Linked DNA regions of Mus musculus: all the other regions are linked to region 2. The links are chromatin contacts, called in public Micro-C maps. All regions are on one chromosome and are shown on one strand. Each heading gives the region's core, a stretch centred on a gene start, on an enhancer-like site or on the middle of the called end of the contact. The rest is flanking DNA. Distances are from core to core; before and after follow the strand shown. Region 1 has its middle 14 kb from the start of Dlx3. Region 2 holds the start of Nxph3 (neurexophilin 3). Region 3 holds the start of Dlx4 (distal-less homeobox 4).

The links. A called contact is a pair of places that touch in the nucleus more often than the background predicts.
Region 1: a Micro-C map of embryonic stem cells shows a contact between it and region 2, with 3 times the contacts expected there. The contact joins the enhancer-like site here to the promoter of Nxph3 in region 2. A contact is called at or near these places in 2 of 39 promoter capture datasets (embryonic stem cells and pre-B cells), 9 of 15 datasets of contacts at CTCF or cohesin (the G1E-ER4 cell line, the NIH/3T3 cell line, embryonic stem cells and 4 more), 175 of 484 Hi-C or Micro-C datasets (the 63-12 cell line, the AML12 cell line, the AtT-20 cell line and 101 more), 21 of 115 datasets of contacts at active chromatin or transcription factors (the HPC-7 cell line, the NIH/3T3 cell line, T-cell acute lymphoblastic leukemia and 14 more) and 3 of 9 other capture datasets (adipose tissue, embryonic stem cells and liver).
Region 3: a contact with region 2 is called in a Micro-C map of embryonic stem cells, with 1.8 times the contacts expected there. The contact joins the promoter of Dlx4 here to the promoter of Nxph3 in region 2. A contact is called at or near these places in 9 of 39 promoter capture datasets (the 3T3-L1 cell line, embryonic stem cells, hippocampal neurons and 3 more), 1 of 15 datasets of contacts at CTCF or cohesin (large pre-B cells), 7 of 484 Hi-C or Micro-C datasets (the HPC-7 cell line, bone marrow-derived dendritic cells, embryonic fibroblasts and 3 more), 9 of 115 datasets of contacts at active chromatin or transcription factors (the 230-238 cell line, astrocytes, bone marrow-derived macrophages and 5 more) and 2 of 9 other capture datasets (adipose tissue and macrophages).

Annotation. Positions count from the first base shown.
Region 1 is chr11:95,104,534-95,107,233 of GRCm38.p6, reverse strand. No RefSeq gene overlaps it. Among named protein-coding and RNA genes, the nearest start is that of Dlx3, 14 kb to the left of the region's middle. Within about 2 kb of position 1,408, at least 85 of the 459 cell types and tissues checked have an H3K27ac peak or open chromatin away from gene starts, as enhancers often do. A contact at or near this core is called in the AML12 cell line, the C2C12 cell line, the CH12 cell line and 18 more, where this site is marked.
Region 2 is chr11:95,513,219-95,515,918 of GRCm38.p6, reverse strand. Nxph3 (neurexophilin 3) reads left to right here and starts at 1,354. Exons shown (of 2, transcript NM_130858.3): 1 at 1,354-1,759. The coding sequence starts at 1,706.
Region 3 is chr11:95,144,438-95,147,137 of GRCm38.p6, reverse strand. It overlaps Dlx4 (distal-less homeobox 4), which reads left to right and starts at 1,337. Exons shown (of 3, transcript NM_007867.4): 1 at 1,337-1,942. The coding sequence starts at 1,657. Dlx4os (distal-less homeobox 4, opposite strand) reads right to left here and starts at 2,085. Exons shown (of 3, transcript NR_040279.1): 1 at 1,864-2,085.

The DNA.
Region 1 (2,700 bases), core at 159-2,658, 410 kb after region 2:
GCCATCTCTCCAGCCCTAGAAGTCTCTTTCTACGAAGAATTGTAAGTGGCTCGCGCCACACACTCATAAGCCTATGATCTCAAGATAAGAGGATTGTGAATTCAAGGCTAACCTGAGGAAGAGCCAATTCCAGATCCTACCTACACTGTGGGGGCAGGCGCTTATAGTGACTGCAGTTACCATGGTCACCACCAGGTGGCAGGCCCGCCCACTTCCAAAGGACTAGCGGCTGGGAATTAGGATAACTCGGTTGAGTGATGGGTTTGCTTATTCATCCTTCGGTCATTTATTCGATTATCATTCATTCATGGTTTCTATTCCCCAAGCACATTTTTGTGCCAGGAGGCACTGTTTTAGATGTGGCTAGGACAAGGTGGACGGATGTTCTAGGCACTTCACCCTCCCTCTCTGCTCAGCGGGCGGTACAGGCTGTCGCTGGTCAGGCCTACAATGGCGGCAGGTGTCTGTGGGCCAGGTCTTAAGCCACATGGCGGACTGCCTGGGTTTCTTCCCGCTGCAGCCACTTGGGATGGTGCTCCTATCCTTTCCCTCTGTAGCAGAGCCAGCAGGCAGTGGGCCCTGCGCAATGTTTGGATCGCTGCCCTGTATCAGGTCGCCCGCAGCGGGTCTCAGGTGTAGCCACACAATGGTCCCTGGGGCTGAGGTTTTCCCCATCTCTCTTCTTCCTCTAAACACGCTCAACCTCAAACCGCCAATCCCAGCCCCCTCTCCTGCTGCTTCCTTCTGCTCTCTTCAGCAGCTTTTCTCAGAAGTAGCCAGGGAGCTGAGGATGGGTACTAGAGACGCCTGGGCCTGGGATGCTTGGGAATCCATCTGTTTTCTTCGAATCTCCCTCGCTGCCCCTCCTCCGTCCCCCCACCCCACCCCCCATGTCACTAGTTTCCGGTGTGTTGGAAGCATCTTCTCTTTGGCTGTTGACAGGGTCCCCTCCTAAGGACATCCTCTAAAGACCAGGGAGTTTGGGGTTGTACACTGCCCAGGCCTTAGTTCCTCACACAGAGCCCTGCATGCATGGTCCAGATGAAGGTGGTCTACTGCACACAACTATGTGTAGAAGGAGATCATGGGGACCCACCCACCTGTGCCAAGCAGGGTGATGTGTAGGAGGCGGCACTGAGGAACTCACCCAGTACCTGGCACCCTTTGCCCAAGGAGTTGCCCTGATCTAACGTGGAGGTGCCTGCTTCCCACCTTAATAAGAACCACGGGGCTTCAAGGGTTTACACCCTAAGGATGCTGAGCCTACAGGGGACAGAGAGTATCTTGGAAACCATTCTTTGAACAGGTTTCTGATTCCAGAAGAGATCTGCCACTTCTGCCCCAGCTCACATCCTCCCTTATCCAGGGTCCCGGGTCTGGCGACTCACAGCACAGCTCAGCTGGGAGGCATCTAGCTGTGCCCACAGCTCTGGCATCTGGCCGCTGGCCCCACATCCGAGGCGCTCTACTGAGACCTCCCTAGCAGTCCTCTTCCCCATTAGTGTTGTGTTCCCTGCAAGTACATCTAAGAGGTGGGCAAGGCCTGGCGCGCCAAGCGCTCGGGTGCCAGGTGGAGTGGGAGTTCCGCTCTTTATCAGTTCATCACATTCCGCGCATTCCCTCCGGGCTGAGTCGGGGAGGTCAGCCGGAAGGAAGAATGCGGGCGGGGGGTGGGGGTGGGGGCGGCTTAAAGTCCTTGGTCTGGGTCTGTGGGTCTGCTTTAGCTGGGCTTCTGCGGGGCTATCTCTGTTCGCTCCTTCCCTGCACCCCTCAGAGGTCTTCTTCAACACTGTGCGCTGCTCCAAGGTCTCCTCTCGGTGGCTCTCTTTCTCTTCCTGCTCTGTTCCCCTCGGATTTTTTTTGTTTTGTTTTATGTTCTGTCCCCGCCCCCTGCCCTTCTCAGCTGCCTTCTCTCTTCCATCTCTGAATGCTGATGTGAGTCGAGAGACAGGTGAGTAGAATTTATTTCGTGCAGACTGCTTCTGCTCTGACCATTTTCTATGTGTCTTGGGTCTAGGACTTGCCTTCTATGGCCATGGTCCCTTCCACCCTTGGGAACACCGTGTTCTGGGTTTCCAGCCCTGGTTCCCCTAGCCCTTACCACCTCCTCCTCCTCCTCCTCCTCCTCCTCCTCCTCCTCCTCCCCCCCTTCCCTCTCCCCTCCCCCCTCCTTCTCTTTTCCTGACTCTCTCTATCCTGGAGCGATTTCTTTTCAGAGCTCCCTTCCCGTCTTTACAAGGCTAACGGTGAAGGCCAGCCTTCCTGCCTCCCACCTGTACCTAGGTCACTTACTCTCTGGCTAAGATGCCTGCCAGTCTTCTCAGAAGCACCTAGGTATTGGTTTGGTTAGTACTTCAACAGTGTTGTCCTAATGCTAAAATGGGGTATGATAGTCAAACATCAACCCATGAGCCACATCCCCAGTTATCCTCAACATATTACATCAGAAACATAGAGCGTTGTGTCCTCCACAATATCAGAATTTATTGAAAAAAAACAATACATTCCCAAGCCGCCTTGGTTCGGTTGGCAGAGATTTGCCAGTTGTTCTGATTTTTTCCTGTGGTTGTTAACAGTTTCTTTGATTCTAATCTCAACTCCTAATATTAGCTGTCAGAGTCCACACTAACACTTCTCGCAAGAACACACAGATGCACAGGTTACAGGCCGACTGACTGTCCTGCGGGAGGCAGAGCTGAC
Region 2 (2,700 bases), core at 105-2,604:
CAGTCTTTGAGTACACACACACACACACACACACACACACACACACACACACACACACACACTGCAAAGAGCCCGAAAGGCCCAGGGCACCCAGGAGACAGGGGGCTCATCCAAGCTACCTCCTTCTGCAGTCTCTCCCTCTTTGCACTTGGCCCAGGCTGATATTAAGATTCATCTGCATTCCTCGCACAACGCCTGGCAGATGGTGGGGGAGGAGGCTGGGTGTGAGCTGGGGGCTGCAGCCAGGGACCACACTGGATCTCAGAGGGCCACAGAAGAGAGTGTGGAGAGCTTCCGGTAGACCCAGTGTAGGCTGGGGCCACTCCAAATGCCTCCATGCGGGTCCTAGGATTCGACCTTTTGTTTTTCTAAAGACCAAAGGAGTTGTAAAGAGCTCAGAAGGATGTCTAGCCATTGAGGGCAGGAGGGTGGTCCTGACCCTTTGGGATCTCTTGTCTAGGTCTTAATCTTTCTTGTCTTGGTGATTTGAAGAGAACAGAGCAACCTAGGACCCCACTGGGGTGGGGCCCTTTTCCGCCTGGTGACACCTGTGCCGTGGGAAATGGGTAGGGAAGAACATGCTCTGAGAGGCCTGTTCACGCCATTTATGCCTCTATTTCTCAGGAGGCAAACCCTTACCCCAACCTCAGAACCCAGCCTGGACCCTAGTGGTCTCTTCAGCCCAGCGCCTCAACCAAATGCTTCGTACTGATTGCTCTTAGGTCGTCTAAGAAGAAAAGGAACGAATGTGCTAGGAAAAAGGGTGCGAGCTAGACACTTAGAAGAACTTCCCTTAGCACCCTCATCAAGTCTTGCAGGAACCATCAGCTGTGATCCGCTGTAAATATCCTTGAGCCCTTAAAAATGGATTTAGGGAGAGTCGTCTTTCCAAATTCTAGGACTCCTAGGGTGGAGGTAGGTAGAGCGACAGATTCCCGTGTGCCCGCTACAGAAAAGAAGGCGCGCTGCCAGAAGGGCGGAAAAGCTGGTGTCCCCATCCGCGGTCTTCCAGCCTCTTGCCTCCTCACCCAGAGCTCCTCCGCCCTCCTCCTGTCCCCTACGCTGGAAATTGGGCGTCCCAGGTCCCCAGGCTGCTGGCCGGCAGGGGAGGAGTTAAATCCGGAGGTACCGACTGGGCTCACCGTACCTGCCGCCGCCGCCGCCGCCAGTGGGAGGGACGAGGAAGCGGGAGGCGCCTGGGCGCCAGGAGCGCTCCAGTCTGGCGGGGCGCAGAGCGGGGAGCGGGCGGCCGCGGCTCGGCGTGGCCCGGGGCGTCCGCCAGGGGGCGCGCCACGACGGGGCGGGAGGGGCCGTCTGGTCTGGGGAATTAGCACCGGGGACGGGCGCGCGCGCAGGTCCCCAGCACATCTGGGTGAGAGCCGAGCCTCTGGAAACAAGCCGGGCGCCGAGCGCCTGTCTGGAGCGGCAGAGTCACCGCTCAGCCGGAGCCCCTTCGAGACGCTCCGGGCGCACATCTGGGACTGGGAGAAGGGACCGCGCGGCGAGCAGCTGGACTCGGGGAGGGGGCGGCGGCTGCACAGCTGGACCGAAGGGGGCGGGGTCGGTCCCAGCAACTGGCTGAGGGGAGGGCCGCGAGCCACCGGGGACCGGAGCATGGGACAGCGCGCCTGAAGGAGCAGTCCGGGACGGAGGGGGCCTGGGACCCCGAAAGGAAAAGAGAGACGGGTGAGAGCAAAGGAGGAAGATGCAACTGACCCGTTGCTGCTTCGTGTTCCTAGTGCAGGGCAGCCTCTATCTGGTGAGTGGTCCGCGGGGAGCGGCGCAGGGCGGGGGCCAGGGGATGGGGAGAGCGCGGGAAGCTGCGGAGCCCTGAAACTTTCTCCCTCCCCCCACCCCGGCATCCTGGGGATGCGGTGAACGCTGGAGGCTAGGGGAGAGGGCGGGTCCGAGGCCAGAGGCCGGACTGGAAGGGTTAATAGGGGCGGGGAGGAGGGTGCTTGGATGGCCCACCCACTCCGCGGCTGATCGCGGGAGGTGCGAGTGACACTAGGGAAAAGGCCCCCCAAGCTGAGTAGCCAAGGATTACCCGACCTCTCGTAGCAGCATCCCAGGACGCGCGAAACGGGGGTGGGGCAGGTGACCTGCCCGGCCAGGGGACGCGGTATTCTTCTTTGACCTCTGGGGCCCAGAGAATCCCGAACTGTGGGCCCTGGCGCGCCAAACCCGGGCGGACCGGGGGCAGCCCCCGCGTCCCTGCCTCCCGCCGTCCCTCTCGCTCCCTCCCTCCTCGCCTGTTGTTTTCCTCGCCTCTCCCGGCAGCGCGCAGCCCGAGCCCCACAGGACCTGGGCAGGCGGCTCCCGCCCCAGGCGCTCAAAGCAGCTGAGCTGAGCGCCCAGACCCCGCTCCCCCGCGGCCCAGGGTGCCTTGGAACCCCACCCTGGACCCTACCCTGTAGCTTAACTCTCTCGCGACCCGCGCCCACCGCCCCACATCTGTCCCGACCCTAATCCTGTCCTGGAGAAGCCTCCGCCTCGGCGCCACTGGAACGGCCCCCTTCCTCAAAACAATTCCCATTGACAGCAACCCTTCCATTCCTAGTCCACTCTAGGACTAGGGAGGATGTCTTCCCTGCTTGGCCCTTTCCTGTGGCCCTCTTTACTACTGAGCTATTGACTGTCTCAACCATTTAGTTAAACCCTAGAGCCAAGTACGCACAGGTGGGCAGCCTTAAACCCAAA
Region 3 (2,700 bases), core at 88-2,587, 370 kb after region 2:
AAACCAAAAGAATTGTCTCTCTCATTTTGCAAAGCAGCTTAGATGTGTGGGAAAGGGTAGCCCACACATGAGCATATATGTTCACGTTTGGACAGCCTTATTTCTGAGAAGGAAAATTAGTGATTTGACTTGTAATATACAAGCATATGTGCCAGGTAAGCACAATGTGTTTTAAATAAAAATATTACATTTATTTATGTTTGGGTTATGCGTATGTGTGAAGATCCATGCATAACAGAGCCCACATATGGAGCTCAAGAGACTAGCTCTTGGGAGTTTGTTTTTTCTTCCATTATATGGTCCTGGGGACTCCAACTCAGATGGTCAGGCTTGGTGGCAACCTAATTGCTCTTCATCTCTTGTCTGCTGAGCCATCTCATCCACCTCAATCCTGTGCTTTTATTCAAAGAGTTGCCCATGGTTGGGGATGCAGCTGTATATACACCACACCTTAAAGTCTGTGTTTGCCGGTCCATAAATGAGCCTCTTTTCGTAGAGGGATATTGGTATGTAACAATATATGTTGGATGAAGACTCTATGTATTTTTGTGCACGTGGCAACAGATGCTTGCATACATGGTGTTCATTAAGGCCTCCTGTCCTGCTAAGAGACAGGTCCCGAACACAGTCTGGAAGTACAATGGAGTTAGCCATATTTTCTGTGCCCTCCCAGGAGCCATCAAACTAGATTCATCCCCACTCCCAGATTTTGCCCCAGTTCCTGGGAGGCTACATTTTGCAGAGTGCCAGAAAAGGCGGGGCTCGGTACAGGCGAATCCCAGACAGCAGATTCCCTCCAGCAGCCTCAAGGGCCTGCAGGAGCTGTGGTGTCGCAACTAAACCGGGGCCCCTGCCGGAAGCGGAAGCTTGCATTGGGGGTGGTGAGGCGCAGTGGCGGCGGTCGCGGCGTGCCAGGCTCTGGGCGCTCGGCGGGGGCGTGCGCGCCACGCGCGTGCGGGGCAGGCTGGGCGCCAGGCGGCACCCTCCAGGCCCCAGCGTCTGTTTACCAACAAACTGCCATCGCTCTGCAGCTACGCATTCCGACGCGCTGAATAAGCGGCCGGCGCTGGCTAGCTGCTTTTTCCACTCCCTCGCAGAGCCCTGGCAGCGTGGGGCCATGCAGACCCGCGCGACGCGCACACAGGTTCTGAGTCTCCAAAGCGTCTCTAGTTACCGCGCAGCTTCCCTCGTCCCCTAGCCATCCCAGGCCCAATTTCCTAGCACCTTGAACATCGTTACTGAGACTTCCTGACTCTACCGATTCCCCAGGAACTCGGAGTTGATGCAGGGATGTGGGGTCCGGAGCTCGCATCCCTCCCGTTTCCCGGTGCACGCTAACACGAGGGGTGGGGGGCGGGCTCAGCTTGAGGTCACCAAGGAATAGCCAATCCGGGGTGTCTAAGTGGGCGGGGGACCCCTGGGGTCCCGGGAACCGAACCCAGAGGAAAAGATGGGGAAGGGTAAAACCACGGGGTACCCCAAAAAACCCTTTCCCGGGTGCGAGTTCTCTGCCGGAAGAGGCTCAGAGAGACATTTTTCCAGGCATCTGAAGTGTAAGAGTGGCTTGCTGGAGCTGGAGACTTTGAAAGGAGCTGGCAGAAAGAGTAGACAGCGTGCGGGCCATGACCTAGGCCCTGTGGCCCGGCACCGGCCGCAATGACCTCTTTACCCTGTCCCCTTCCTGACCGTGGTGCCTCCAACGTTGTCTTCCCGGACCTCGCCCCCGCCCTGTCGGTAGTGGCTGCTTACCCGCTCGGACTATCCCCGGGAACCGCAGCTTCTCCCGATTTGTCCTACTCCCAGTCCTACGGCCACCCCCGGTCCTATTCCCACCCTGGGCCGGCAACCCCAGGAGACTCCTACCTGCCCCGCCAGCAACAATTGGTGGCGCCATCTCAGCCCTTTCACAGGCCGGCTGAACACCCGCAGGAGCTCGAAGCAGGTAAGTGTGACCGCGGCGGCTCTCCTCACCTCTGGGGTCTGGGTTGTCTTTGCATAAATTTCGCGTTCTTCTGCTTGCGCGCAACTAGAGGGATTCAAACGCTTCTCTCTCCGATACCCAGGAATCTGCGGTAGGGGGAGGGCGAAGGATGGGGGAGGAGCGGAGGCAAGTTGATCTAGGTCTCCTTTTTAAATTCGACCTGGTTTCGATTTGCAGTTTTGAAAAGCCAGGCGGGAGGGCTCCCTACCCCACCCCCTGGAGCAGTGGAGCTGTGTGAGTACCTGTGTAACGGAAATTTGCCCTAATCCAGATGGAGAGGTGGAGATCTAACCCCTTCCCTGTGATTCTCCTCATCCTTCACTCCGTTCCGACATCATCCCTTTTGAGTTCTGGTCTCAGAAACCAGTATATAAATCAAACACTACTAAACAGAAATCAGTTTCCAGTTGGAGATAGGTAGACAACTAGGCTGGGTTCCTTCTCCTTTCCTGGGCCCCACCCCCTTTTCCTGGAGGTGCCTATACCCTGCAGGATCTGGGTATAAGACCCCCACCAACTGTTGCTCAAATAATAAACTTACAGGCTGGTCTACCAGTCTCCAGCTCTTTCCCTGGCCTCCTCTGCCTTGTGCCTAAGACATCTTTACCATCTCCACCTTTAACTTTGGGATACATTAGACCCAGCTTCGGTTGCCTGCAGCAAATCTGAGCTCCACTGGAAGGCTTCGGTGAAGACAGGGGAGCAGCTGGCCTTCCTAG